3 separate regions of the Sus scrofa genome follow, and regions 1 and 3 are each linked to region 2. The links are chromatin contacts, called in public Hi-C and HiChIP or PLAC-seq maps. All regions are on one chromosome and are shown on one strand. The core of a region is the stretch at or near the end of the contact, and the rest is flanking DNA. Distances in the headings are between cores, read along the strand shown. Region 1 holds the start of CEBPD (CCAAT/enhancer-binding protein delta). Region 2 holds the start of SPIDR (DNA repair-scaffolding protein). Region 3 holds the start of MCM4 (DNA replication licensing factor MCM4).

Evidence for each region. A called contact is a pair of places that touch in the nucleus more often than the background predicts. HiChIP or PLAC-seq counts read pairs in DNA pulled down with a chosen protein or histone mark.
Region 1: an H3K27ac HiChIP or PLAC-seq map of alveolar macrophages shows a contact between it and region 2. The contact joins the promoter of CEBPD here to the promoter of SPIDR in region 2. A contact is called at or near these places in 3 of 5 promoter capture datasets (fetal liver, fetal skeletal muscle and liver), 8 of 47 Hi-C or Micro-C datasets (embryonic fibroblasts, fetal heart ventricle, liver and 1 more) and 2 of 2 datasets of contacts at active chromatin or transcription factors (alveolar macrophages and skeletal muscle).
Region 3: a contact with region 2 is called in a Hi-C map of skeletal muscle, with 5 times the contacts expected there. The contact joins the promoter of MCM4 here to the promoter of SPIDR in region 2. A contact is called at or near these places in 2 of 47 Hi-C or Micro-C datasets (blood and skeletal muscle) and 1 of 2 datasets of contacts at active chromatin or transcription factors (skeletal muscle).

Annotation. Positions count from the first base shown.
Region 1 is chr4:79,871,458-79,875,107 of Sscrofa11.1, reverse strand. It overlaps CEBPD (CCAAT/enhancer-binding protein delta), which reads right to left and starts at 2,245. Exons shown (of 1, transcript XM_005663091.2): 1 at 627-2,245. The coding sequence starts at 2,154. The coding sequence ends at 1,384. It overlaps SPIDR (DNA repair-scaffolding protein), which reads left to right. Exons shown (of 20, transcript XM_021090636.1): 20 at 1-171.
Region 2 is chr4:80,188,476-80,192,278 of Sscrofa11.1, reverse strand. SPIDR (DNA repair-scaffolding protein) reads left to right here and starts at 1,535. Exons shown (of 20, transcript XM_021090636.1): 1 at 1,535-1,700. The coding sequence starts at 1,668. It overlaps LOC106510093 (a long non-coding RNA gene), which reads right to left and starts at 1,390. Exons shown (of 3, transcript XR_002343696.1): 1 at 1,185-1,390.
Region 3 is chr4:79,685,309-79,689,130 of Sscrofa11.1, reverse strand. MCM4 (DNA replication licensing factor MCM4) reads left to right here and starts at 2,167. Exons shown (of 17, transcript XM_021089418.1): 1 at 2,167-2,517; 2 at 2,639-2,708; 3 at 2,847-2,936; 4 at 3,063-3,226; 5 at 3,312-3,413. The coding sequence starts at 2,645. It overlaps PRKDC (DNA-dependent protein kinase catalytic subunit), which reads right to left and starts at 1,756. Exons shown (of 86, transcript XM_021089419.1): 1 at 1,599-1,756; 2 at 332-408; 3 at 140-232. The coding sequence starts at 1,752. LOC102164310 (a long non-coding RNA gene) reads right to left here. Exons shown (of 3, transcript XR_002343341.1): 3 at 3,643-3,822.

The DNA.
Region 1 (3,650 bases), core at 996-3,495, 320 kb after region 2:
CTTTTTTCTATGATTATTTTTTTATTACCTTTCTGCAAATTTAGAAACACGTTAAAGCTTAAATAAGCTTGAGGTCTTCATTTTGTGTTTATCTTAGACAGGAATATAGTAGAAAAAATTATTTTGTTCCATTGTAATTTTAAAGTGTTCAAATTTTACCATGATTCAGCATGTTTTTTTGTACTTCCTTTAACATTTCCCCAAAGAATACCTTGCAAAGCTTAAACCTTTGCCCTCTATTGTGCTATCACTGCTCTCCATAATCAGTGTCCAACCTAAGCATTTTGCAGTTCAGTGCTTTTCGTAAAGTGTTCTGGGGAACTATGTCAGAGGTAAAACTTTCTCATGAAGTGTAGGTAGAGTAACTGACCTGACGATAGCTACCTTACAGAGACACTGAGAGGTCTGGTTAGTCTGGCCCAGCCCGGGCCGGAGCCAAGATTATGGAAACTGGGAAAGCTCAGTTATCCTTCACTGTGTTGGCAGAGATCTGAGTTTAAAAGTAAAACCACGGATTAATTATCTCTGGACACTAAAGATCTTGCATTTCCTCCCTTATGACTACATAATCATGACAGGCCACAGTTAATTCATTACATAATATAGATGTAGCAGCCAAGACCAAGAAAGGGTGCCTAGTACCCACACTCTTGGGGGAAAGGCTTTATTTATTCGTCCATATTAAGCGTTGAAACATTACAAGTACTGGCAAGGTAGCTGGTTTTAAGTAGCTTTGTGACTGTTTCTTTTCATCTCCTACGTGACTTCTGTACTTGACACACCTTGGAAGTCTACTTAAAGCTGTCTACAAGACTGAGCAAAGGGAAAGCAAATCCCATTACAGTCAAGGTGAATCAGACGTTTTCGGATAACCTCAGCCCTCTTTCTCCCCGTCCCTGGAGCCCCCACTCGAGGTGGGGCGCGCTCCAGCAAGTTTCTGACACGATCCCGGGGCGCCTTCCACCTGAGAGGGTCTCCTCAAATTAACCCGCAAGTCCTCAGGTGTAGTTCGGCCTGTTTGAGAAGCAAAGCCATGGTCTTCCAGGAACCCGGCCCCAGGGCGCAAGCCGGCCAGACGCGCCCTCCCCGGCGGGTCCGAAGGGCCTTGAGCGCAGGAATCAAGGTGGGTCTAACGCATCTTTATTTTTACAAATACTGTAAAAATCAATATAAAAAAGTGAGCATGCTCAGTCTTTTTTTCGTATCTACAGTACAAAGGCTAGTCTCGAAAAGTCTCTTACGAATGTACCTTAGCTGCATCCTAGGGGTAGGATGTAGAGAAGCTGCCGTCATAGTAACTTAGGGTCCACGCGACAGCTGTCCAAGTCCCAGACCGGCCAGGCAGCTCCAGGCACTGCGGCCGCAGTCCGCGCGCCCCCCGCGTCACCGCGCGTCCGCCGCCCCCGCGCCGGGCAGGAAGGGTGCGCCGGGTAGCTGCTTGAAGAATCGCCGCAGGCCGGCTAGGTCCCGTGTGAGCTGCTCCACGCGCTGTTGCAACTTCTCGTTTTCGGCTGAAAGCTCCACCAGCTTCTGCTGCATCTCTTGGTTGCGCCGTTTGGCCTTGTCACGGCTCTTGCGCACCGCGATGTTGTTGCGTTCGCGCCGCTGCCGATACTCTGGGCTGCCGCGGTCCGGGCCCCGCTTGCCCGCTGCTTTGTCGCGTGCGGGCCCTGGCGCTGGGGGCGCGGGGCTGCGGCGCGGCGGCTCGGGCGACGCGGGAGGCGTGGGTTGCGCGGCGGCCGCCAGGCTCACCACCGTCTGTGCGCACGCGGCCACCTGCGCGGGCAGCAGCGAGCCGGGCGCGTCGCCGTCGCCCCAGTCCGGCTCGCGCTTGAGCGGTCGCGGTGCGGGGCCGGGGCCCGCAGGGCGCGCGGGGGCCCCGGGCAGCAGCTCCAGGGCGCCAGCCTTATGGTTGCTGTTGAAGAGGTCAGCGAAGAGCTCGTCGTGACACAGCTCCAGGGTGGGCACGGCGGCCATGGAGTCTATGTAGGCGCTGAAGTCGATGGCGCTCTCGTCGTCGTACATGGCGGGAGCGGCCGGCTCAGTTCCGCGACCAGGCTTCCCTGCGCGGCCAGGCTCGTAGAAGGCGGCGGGCTCCGCAGACCAGGGCGCGCCGCGCGCTGGGCCGTCTAGGCTGAAGAGCGCGGCGCTCATGGCGGCGTCGAGCCGACAGCGAGCGCGGTCCCCTGGCGGTCCGGGCGCAGCCTTTTCTAGCCCGGCTGACGCGCACGCTCCGCCCCGGCCGCGGACCGCGGGACCCCCGCCCGAGCGCCTCCCCCGCGCTTCCTGCCCGCCGGCCCGGCCCGCGCGGCGCTGCCGGGAACGACCCTCCCTCGGCCGCGCCTCCTTCCTGCTGGTGGGTCGGGGCCTCTGCTCCCGCGGCACCGGGGCGGAACCAGAGCGGAGGGCGGCGGGGACTCTGCACGGGGGCGCTGCCTCGCAGCTTCAGGGAATTTGGGTCTTGGTGCTTCCCGATCAAGGAGATGGGGAATGGGGGAGGATCGCGACGCTGCCCCGCGGCGTTCCGCTGGCTCCTGGGTGGTGGGTGGGGTCGCTCTCAAACCCCGCGGGCCTGGGGCCAGGGGAAGCTATTTTGAACCCTGCACCCCGCAAGCCCCACGAGCTCGGAGCTTCTAGATAACTCAGTGCCCCGGGCGAACCCCACCAACTCCCTGCCCCACGAGCCCGGCACCCCTGGCGCTGCTTCCTGGTCCACTAGAGCAGTGCCATCTTGCGGTGGTTTCTTACTTCAGTTTTTTAGGCCGGATTCTTTCTATTCAATATTCCAAAAAAGAAGTGCCTTTGGATCCAGAGCAGTGGGGTGGGTCCCTTTCAGGAGAAAGAAAACGTTGGTAAGGTATTAACATGTTCGCTTTCCGGGTTGTAAAATGCAGGAAAAAGACACTGAACTGGTTTTGTTGCGTTTCCTACAATTTGGACAGGCATTTCAGGTCAATTCCATTTTTTGCACCACAGACCCTGTTCAGACCTGGCCTTCATCCACAACCTTTCTCGTTTCCTCTTGTCCCAACACTCAACGTTCCACAAGCTCTACAGCGCTCCATGAACTATCGCTGGAGTGTCTGCAGTCAATTCCAGTGGTGACTTCTGAAAACACACCATAGGGTACTGAGTAGGCTTTCTAGAGGGACATACATAATGCGCTAGAATTACTCCAGGGACATGATATAGATCTCACACTTATAATTACCTATTAAGGGTAAAACCTAGGAACACATAGAGTGTGGTTCATGCACATCCCCCCAAAAAAACATGTATTTCAGAAGCCATAAAAACGTTACCAAAGACTTCTCCAGGGAGGGAATGCACAAAGAACCATATTCTCATAAAAAAAAAAATTCAGCGAGATGATTGGTACATCCAGATGTCAGATTGGGATTGAGCTTGGAAGATGCTATCCTCATATTTTTTAAATGTATTAACCAGTAATTAATGATAATTTTTATTTTTAAAACCTTTTTTTAGGTCTGCACCTGTGGCATATGGAAGTTCCCAGGCTAGGGGTTCAATCTGAACTACAGCTGCTGGCCTGCGCCACAGCCACATGGGCTCCAAGCCACATCTGCGACCTACAGCACAGCCCACCCCAACGCCAGATCCCAGACCCACTGAGTGAGGCCAAGGATAGA
Region 2 (3,803 bases), core at 286-2,785:
TTTCTCTGACCCTGAGGAAACTTTTTGCAAATGTGTAGTTCTGGAAGTCTCCTTGACCTCAAGAATGAGAAAAAGGTGATCTCTCTTTTATCCAAGCAGGATGCAGCCTTTATCTTGAAGTTATCTGCCACAGGGAACAGATTACAGCTGCTCAGCCTGGGACCCATCTATCTCCTGCTTCAGTAAGGTCTAATTGAGGTAATAATAGCAAATCTTTGGGGAGTCCCTGGCAGAGGCTCGATATTCTAAATCCTAAACTACCCACATTTAGAACCAGTTTATCTTATTCTAAGTGTTGACAGGAACATTATTAGTAAGGTCTACCTCAAGCTAATACTTTTTTTTTTTTTCGGTGATTGCAGTTATCTTACTTTATACTAAGCAGTTGTGGCTTAGGCACTGGAACTCAAACACAATATGGTGAAAGAATAGGCACCAGGGAGGAGAAAAAGACTGAAAACGGCTAAATTGCAAAACACAAAAGTGCTTTTGCAGCAAAAGACCAAAACCCCACTTCTGCCATACTTGTGAGGGTACCAATGGGAACCCTTCCCTCCTGCCCTGGCTGACGCTTTTCACCTTAAATCACGGTGTTAGTTTTCTCTACCACAGACATATCTTTATTAGTGAATACTCCTTCCCTATGACATTGTAACCTAATTCCCTTTATACTCTGTCCTTCCCATTGCATTCCGTTTTGAATCTACTCTCCAAATGCTGGGACACTTAAGCAAACTGGCTTGCAGGGTCTAAGGAAGGGAACAGCCTTTGGTTCTCAAAGTGAGGCAGGACGGCGTTACCTGGGAACTCATCAGAAATGCAGGTTCTCCGGCCTCACTCCGGACCCTAGGAGTCTAAGACCTAGTCACCGGTTATAACAAGTCCCACAGGGATTCTGGCGTCTCTGAACTTGAAAATTTCTTGTTTGCATACTAACCCCCTTATCTCCCAGCAGGTGGGGAAATAGCACCCCTATCTCGGGTTATTTACGGCTGCAACCATTCCTTAAGTATCGATTGTTGAATTCATAGCCCACTTTGGGTTATCACTTATTTTTATTAAGGCGAGTCCTTGCCTAACAAAACACAATATGTACGAGCCTTATCTGAAAAACAGCGCGCGGACTTTTAATAGCTCCCAAGGCGGCGCTTCGGCCTGTCCAAGGGGCGCTCCGCAGGACTCACCTCCAGGTATAGGTAGGAGGAGTACCGCAGCAAACCTTGATCCAGACCTGGCGTCCCTACCGAGTTCCCAGCGGCCAACCGGGTGCGGGGGGCGGGGGTACTAGAGGAAACTACACTCCAGCGGGAGCAACAGCCTAGCACAGCGCGCGCTGCTGCGCAGCGCGTCGGGAGGGCGGTGCGCCCGAAGAATCCCCTCCCCCAATCCGAGGTCCAGCCAATCACAACGTGCGGTGCCGCGCGGCGCGTCGGAAGGGCGGTGCGCCCGGAGAGTCCCCACCCCCAGACTGAGGGCTCACCAATCACAATGTGCGATGCGGCGCGGCCCGCCTGGGGGGCGGTACGTCTGGAGAGCCCCTGCCCTCAGCCCGAGGCCCTCCAATCGTAGCGCGTGGTGCGGCGCGGCGCGCCGAATTGGTGCGGTGGTGAGCAGCTTTCCGGCTCCCTGAGGGGTGGTGCGCTCTTGAGGACGCGGCGTGCGGGGACATGCCCCGCGGCGGCGGTTCGCGCGGCCCGAAGGTAGGCTTTGGGCGTGTGGGTGCCGCCTCCTCCGGGTAGGCCAGGGGTCTGTGGCGCCCGTAGTGTGGAAGCGGCCCGCGTCTGAGGCAGAGCGGGAGGAGCCGCTCTCTTGGAGGGCGGCGGTCGCGGGCGTGGGGCGACCGGGGCGGGTCAGAAGGGCCGTGTGGTTTGAACCTCCCAGGGTTCGGCCGGTCTCTGCCGGTCGCACCCCGGCAGCGGCGGCGGCGTCCTGGGTCCGCGAGGGGCTGCGTCCCCGCCGGGTCTGCGCCACGTCGCCTCCCCTGGCCCTTCAGCCTTTGGCGCGGGGTCCGTGTGGGGAGCCTGGTTCGGAGTGTAAGTGCCCTTGGCGCTTCGAAAGCTGTTTCTGAGCTCCTTGCTTACGAATATGCTTGTCTCATCTGACCGAAAACTTATCAAAGCAGACACTGCTTCCTTTCTTGACTCCGCTCCTTTTACCAAAAAACCATCTGAAAGAATAGTCCGTGTATGGCTCAGCCCCCTTGTCACTACCGTATCTCCTCGCTTCTGGGATACCACTGAGTGAGTGTCACACACCTTGCCAGTTTTATAACCACTTTAGGGAGGAAAAGAAGCCTATGACACGCATACCTGTAGATTGTGGGCTACATCCTGATTTTAGACATAGGAAAAGTCCAGGAAATATACATATATATACATACATACATATATATATGTGTGTGTATATATATATATATATATATATATATTTTTTTTTTTTTTTTTTTTTTTTTTAGGGCCTCACCCATGGCATGTGGAGGTTCCCAGGCCTGGGGTCTAATTGGAGCTACAGCTGCCGGCCTATGCCACAGCCGCTCGGGATCCAAGCCGCGTCTATGACCCACACCAGAGCTCACCGCAACCTCGGATCCTCAACCCACTGAGTGAGGCCAGGGATGGAACGCACAACCTCTTGGTTCCTGATCAGATTTGTTGCCGCTGCGCCCCGCTGGGAACTCCCAAGGAAGCATATTGAACTGTTCAATCCAATATAACATTGGTCATTGTAGCATTTGACGTATTTGCCACCTGCTTCTCTTTCTGTCTTGCAACTGCTCATTTACTTCTCTTTACTGTCTTCCTGCGGGTTCTAACTTTTGACCTTGTGCTTTTTTACCTCTTTACAAGTTTGTTCTGGGCAATCTCATACATTGATGATGATTTTCAGATCTGTATTTGACCTTTCCCTTGAGTTCAGCTTAAACTCAGTGTATTGTGAAATCATTCTTTCGACCACAGTCCACTAAGGCGCCTAGTCAACAGTTTCTTCTGTGTTTTATAGGTCTCAGCCTGTATTATTTGTCCAAAGCTCCCATAGACATCCTCCTGCCCACCCATTGTTATGGCTGGACCAGATCTTGTGGTTCTAATTATGATGGCAAGGTGCACTTCAGCAAAAACCATCAGGGCACTTTGCAAAACAAGATTCCTTACAGGTCCTGGAGAGTACGTTGTACACCAAAGGGCTACACAGCAAGGTCAGGAGGAGAGAGACATAGAGAGGGACAAAGGGAGAGCGAGAGGGATGGCATACTTGGGGTCAGCCTTTATTAGTTTGAGGATCAAATGTCTGGAATTTTGGGGTTTACTTTCATTGGCTATTTTTAAGTAATACCGGGAATTAGGGAGACGCAGCGTTACTCTGTGATGGTCAGTTATCTAGATTACCCAAGGCTTTTGAAAGAAAGCCCTTCATGGGAGGAGGTGTATGTAGTTCCTTACCTGGTGGTTTTGCAAGTAGCTGTGTCATACAGCTGGAGATGCATCTATTCAGGATGGATTTCTGAAATGGATGCCACTTGGTGGTCAAATGCTTAATAATGTCAGACACTTAAACTCCATCCTGACTTAGAAATGTTCATGTTTTTGACTTGATACTCATTTTTACTCTCTTCATTATATCAGTTTTCAAGACCTTGCCAGTTTTTCTCTTCAGTAGTTGTGTTAACTATGTATTACTCTGTAACAGATTGTCTCAAAACCAAAGCAGCTTAAAACAGATGTTTATTTCCCATACTGTGTCTGAGGATCAGGAATCTGAGAATGACTTGGTGTGGTTCCACCTTAGAGTTTCCCCCAAGTCGC
Region 3 (3,822 bases), core at 918-3,417, 500 kb after region 2:
AAAAAAAAAAAAGAGAGAGAGAAAGAAATAAATAAGCTCCCCAATGAGAAATGTAGACATAAAATCAAAATCCAAGTTTAATCTACACCGTTAAGTTACAATGGACTTTGGTACACAAGGTATGTTTTTTCCTCCTTACCTTAATATCGAGAGAATAAGGTGTGATCTTCTGGCCAATTTTTTCTAAGAAAATATATAAAAACTTTAAGGCTTCTTCTCTACAATCACGAAACTATAATTAAAAAAAAAATCATAGTATACATGAGTAAGAATCACAGTCCCTCAACATGAAGGCATATCAAGAAGAATAAAATGGAAATCTTCAACTTACTTCATCAATGCTAAGTGATTTCCGAACAAATACAAGCACACCAAAATCTTTGGAAAAAACTAAGGAAGTCTGTAATGCTGTAAAAAAGCAACAAATTAGTAAACTGCCAAGAAGTACTCTATAAATGCCCCCTAAAGCTGTTGCCTTTTGAGTGATAAAACACTAGCCTAAGGCGGCCATATTTTGGCAAGGAAAACAGGAAGTTCTAGATGACGTTCCATAGGGATAAGGTAGGCAGAATAATGGTCCCAAAGATGTCCATATCCTAACTTCTAGTGTCACACCTGTCAGTATGCTCACTTTACATGGCAAATGAAAATTAGTTGCCTGTGGAACTAAGGTCACTACTCAGCTGTCCTTAAACTGGGGAGACTGTTGGGCCACCTGGGGCCCCAGTTCACTCAAAAGGGCCTTCACAAGAGGAAGAGGGGAGGAAGATGGGTAATCAGAGAACATAAGGATTCCACCTGTGTTGCCCGACCCACTGCTGCTGGCTTTGAAGATAGGGAGGAATAGTCCTCGAACTGCACATGCCTTCTAGAAGCAAGGAGCACCAGCAAGAAGAAAAGGGACCTCTCTCCTACAGCTGCAAGGAGCTCAATTCTGCTAACAACCTGAATGAAAAAGGACATGAATTCTTCCCCAAGGGCTGTAGAAAAAGGAAAGGGGACATGCCTGCTACCTTGGTTTTAGCTTGATGAGAGGCCTGCTGGGCTTCCAAAACTTTAACAACCCTGTGTTGATTTAAACACTAAGCTTGTGTTATGTCTGAGAAGGGGTAGAATATCAATACACTTCTGGATAACCTCTCAAGAGAATAGACATACGCTGAATATTCCCAGTGAAACTTTTGGAAGATGGACTGGCGGGTTTAGGCGAGAGTGACGTGGAAGAAAACACTATCCTCTCGATTACCCTCCCCACTGTGGAGAGCAATGATGGCCCAATTCAGGGCATTGATTTATGGCCGCAGGGGACACGGGGAAATGCCCGGCCCAGAGGGCAAGGAGGGAGCCTTCACCCCCTGCGCCAGGAGCATGAACCCGCACCTCTGCGGTCCGAGCCGCTGCAATCGGATTCTTAACCCACTGCGCACAGCGGGAACTCCCTCACCACCCTCGGCTTTGCTTTAAATACCTCAACTCTGCCGTTAAGAGGCAGCTGTTAAACCACTTTTGAACACATCACAAATTCTGAGGACCCAGTTCAAACACCGCCCTAGTCGCCCACGCTGGACCAGCCGACGGAAGCGAGGAACCGTACCCACCCAACAGCGCCGGGCCGGAGCTCAGCACGCACTCCTGCCCCAGACCACGCAGCAACTGACAACTGGCCACCGCCGCGCTGCAGCGGTCGGAGGCCGACAAGGACTCCTGCAGCTGCAGCAGGGAGAGCCGCACGCCGGACCCCGAATCAGCCATGACGGCGGAGGATCGCGCCTGCGCACACCAGGCCCCGGCCCAGAAGTGCGGTGGCGCAGGGGGTGGGGCTGTGGGCGGGGCTTCGCGGACCTGCAAGGTTCCCGGGCGCTTGCGCACACACTTTCCGGTCCTTGAAATGCCTTCGATTCGGTTTTCCGTGCTGAAACCTTTCCCGGGACCCTCGAGGGGGTCTCCCTGTAGGAATAGTGACTTACTTACACGTACTTTAAGATTTGGGGAGGGTTATGAACGTGGGGTCCACAGTACCCTTAAAACAAAACGTTAGAACTTGGGGAGAGTCAGGAATTCAACGGCTCGACCTCCAGAAGTAGATGCGGAGGACAGGTGGCGAATTGACCAAGTGCCCCAGGCAGAAAGAGACAGGCCAGGGCTCGGATCAGGGACGACAGCTAGCCCTGTGTAAGGAGCAGGGACGTATCCTTTGGACTTCCAAAGGACGCAGGAGCGGCTCCACCAAGGAACGCCCTTTGGCGCCTGGACCCTGAACGCAGTCAGGCGATCTCCCTAGATTTCCCGCGAAATCGCGCTCCAGTCGCGGACAAGACCACTCGAGCCGGGGAGTTCTGCGTCAGTCTCCTGCGGGGCGCGTGGGGAGGCCGTCTAGCTTCCCCTGCTGCTACACAGTGGTCCTTTCCGGAAGCAGGGCGCCGCTCTGATTGGTGGGCTGCCGCCAGGGGGCGGAGACAACGGTGCCGCCGGCGGGAAACCTGGGCCCTGCTGGAGCAAAGCAAGCGCGACCCTCAGGTGTGGCCCCGCGGGTCGGCGGGGCTGGGGGAAGGGCTGAGAGGAAGGGGTTCAGGAACGCGGGAAGAAGGCGGGCGTCCATCTGGGAGGATCCACTCGAGCCAGTATCCCTGTCGTGCAGCCAGCCATGTCGTCCCCGGCGTCCACCCCAAGCCGTCGCAGCACTCGGCGGGCCGCCCCTACGCAGCCAGGTGAATACCCGGGGTTGGGCTGTGCCCCGTGGGGTCCCCGGGGAGGGCAGGCGGGCAGTGCCGGGTCAGCCCCGAGTCCCCAGTCTCCGTGCGGCTCCGGGGCCACCTGCGCCGACGCCGCCATGCCCTTCCCCTTAGGCCAGGACCCCCCGTCAGCTGGAGAACCTCAGCTGCTGCCCTTGTCGCCAGGCATCGAGCTCCGCAGCTCGCCCCGTGCGCCGTCGGCAGGTTAGCCACCCGGTCGGGGTTCGGGGGTCCGCAGGATTGGGAGGTGGCTGGGGTGGGGTGCTCCCAGGTGGGGGTAGTGAACGAGAATCAGGCCCCTGCGCTCACCCCATGGGACCCGGTCCCCAGGGGCCCCCCTGGACCTGGACATGAGCTCGCCGCTGACCTACGGCACCCCAAGCTCAAGAGTGGAGGGCACCCCAAGGAGTGGCGTTCGTGGTACACCGGTGCGGCAGAGGCCCGACCTGGGGTCGGCGCGCAAGGGGCTGCAGGTGGACTTGCACTCGGACGGGGTGAGTGCTGGGCGGTCCCGGGCATAGGGGCCGGGCGAGGTGAGCCATCCCCGTGACCCTGCTCACGTCGTCTTTTCCTATACAGCCGGCCGCAGAGGATATAGTGGCAAGCGAGCAGTCTTTGGGCCAGAAGCTCGTGATTTGGGGAACAGATGTAAATGTGGCAACGTGCAAAGAAAATTTTCAGGTGAGATATTTGTCATCCTGCAGGCTCCAGAAATGGCTGGAAGAAAGTGTTTGTAACTGCATCTAAGTAACCTGTGATATTTAGGGGCAGATCCTTATGTAGCTGACAAGTTTTTAAGAAGAGAAATATGGCTGTCTCCAAATTGACACACTATTTTTTTCGAAGTATAGTTGATTTACAATATTGTGTTATTTTCATGTGTATAGAAAAGTGATTTAGTTATTATATGTGTTTTTTTGTTTATATTCCATTATAGGTTATTATACTGACTATAACTTCCTGTGCTATACAGTAAACCCATATTGCCCTTCTATCTTAAATATAGCACTTGTGTCTGTTAATCCCATATTCCTAATTTCTCCCTCCTTTCCTCTCCCCTTGATAACCGTAAATTTGTTTTCTTTTTTCT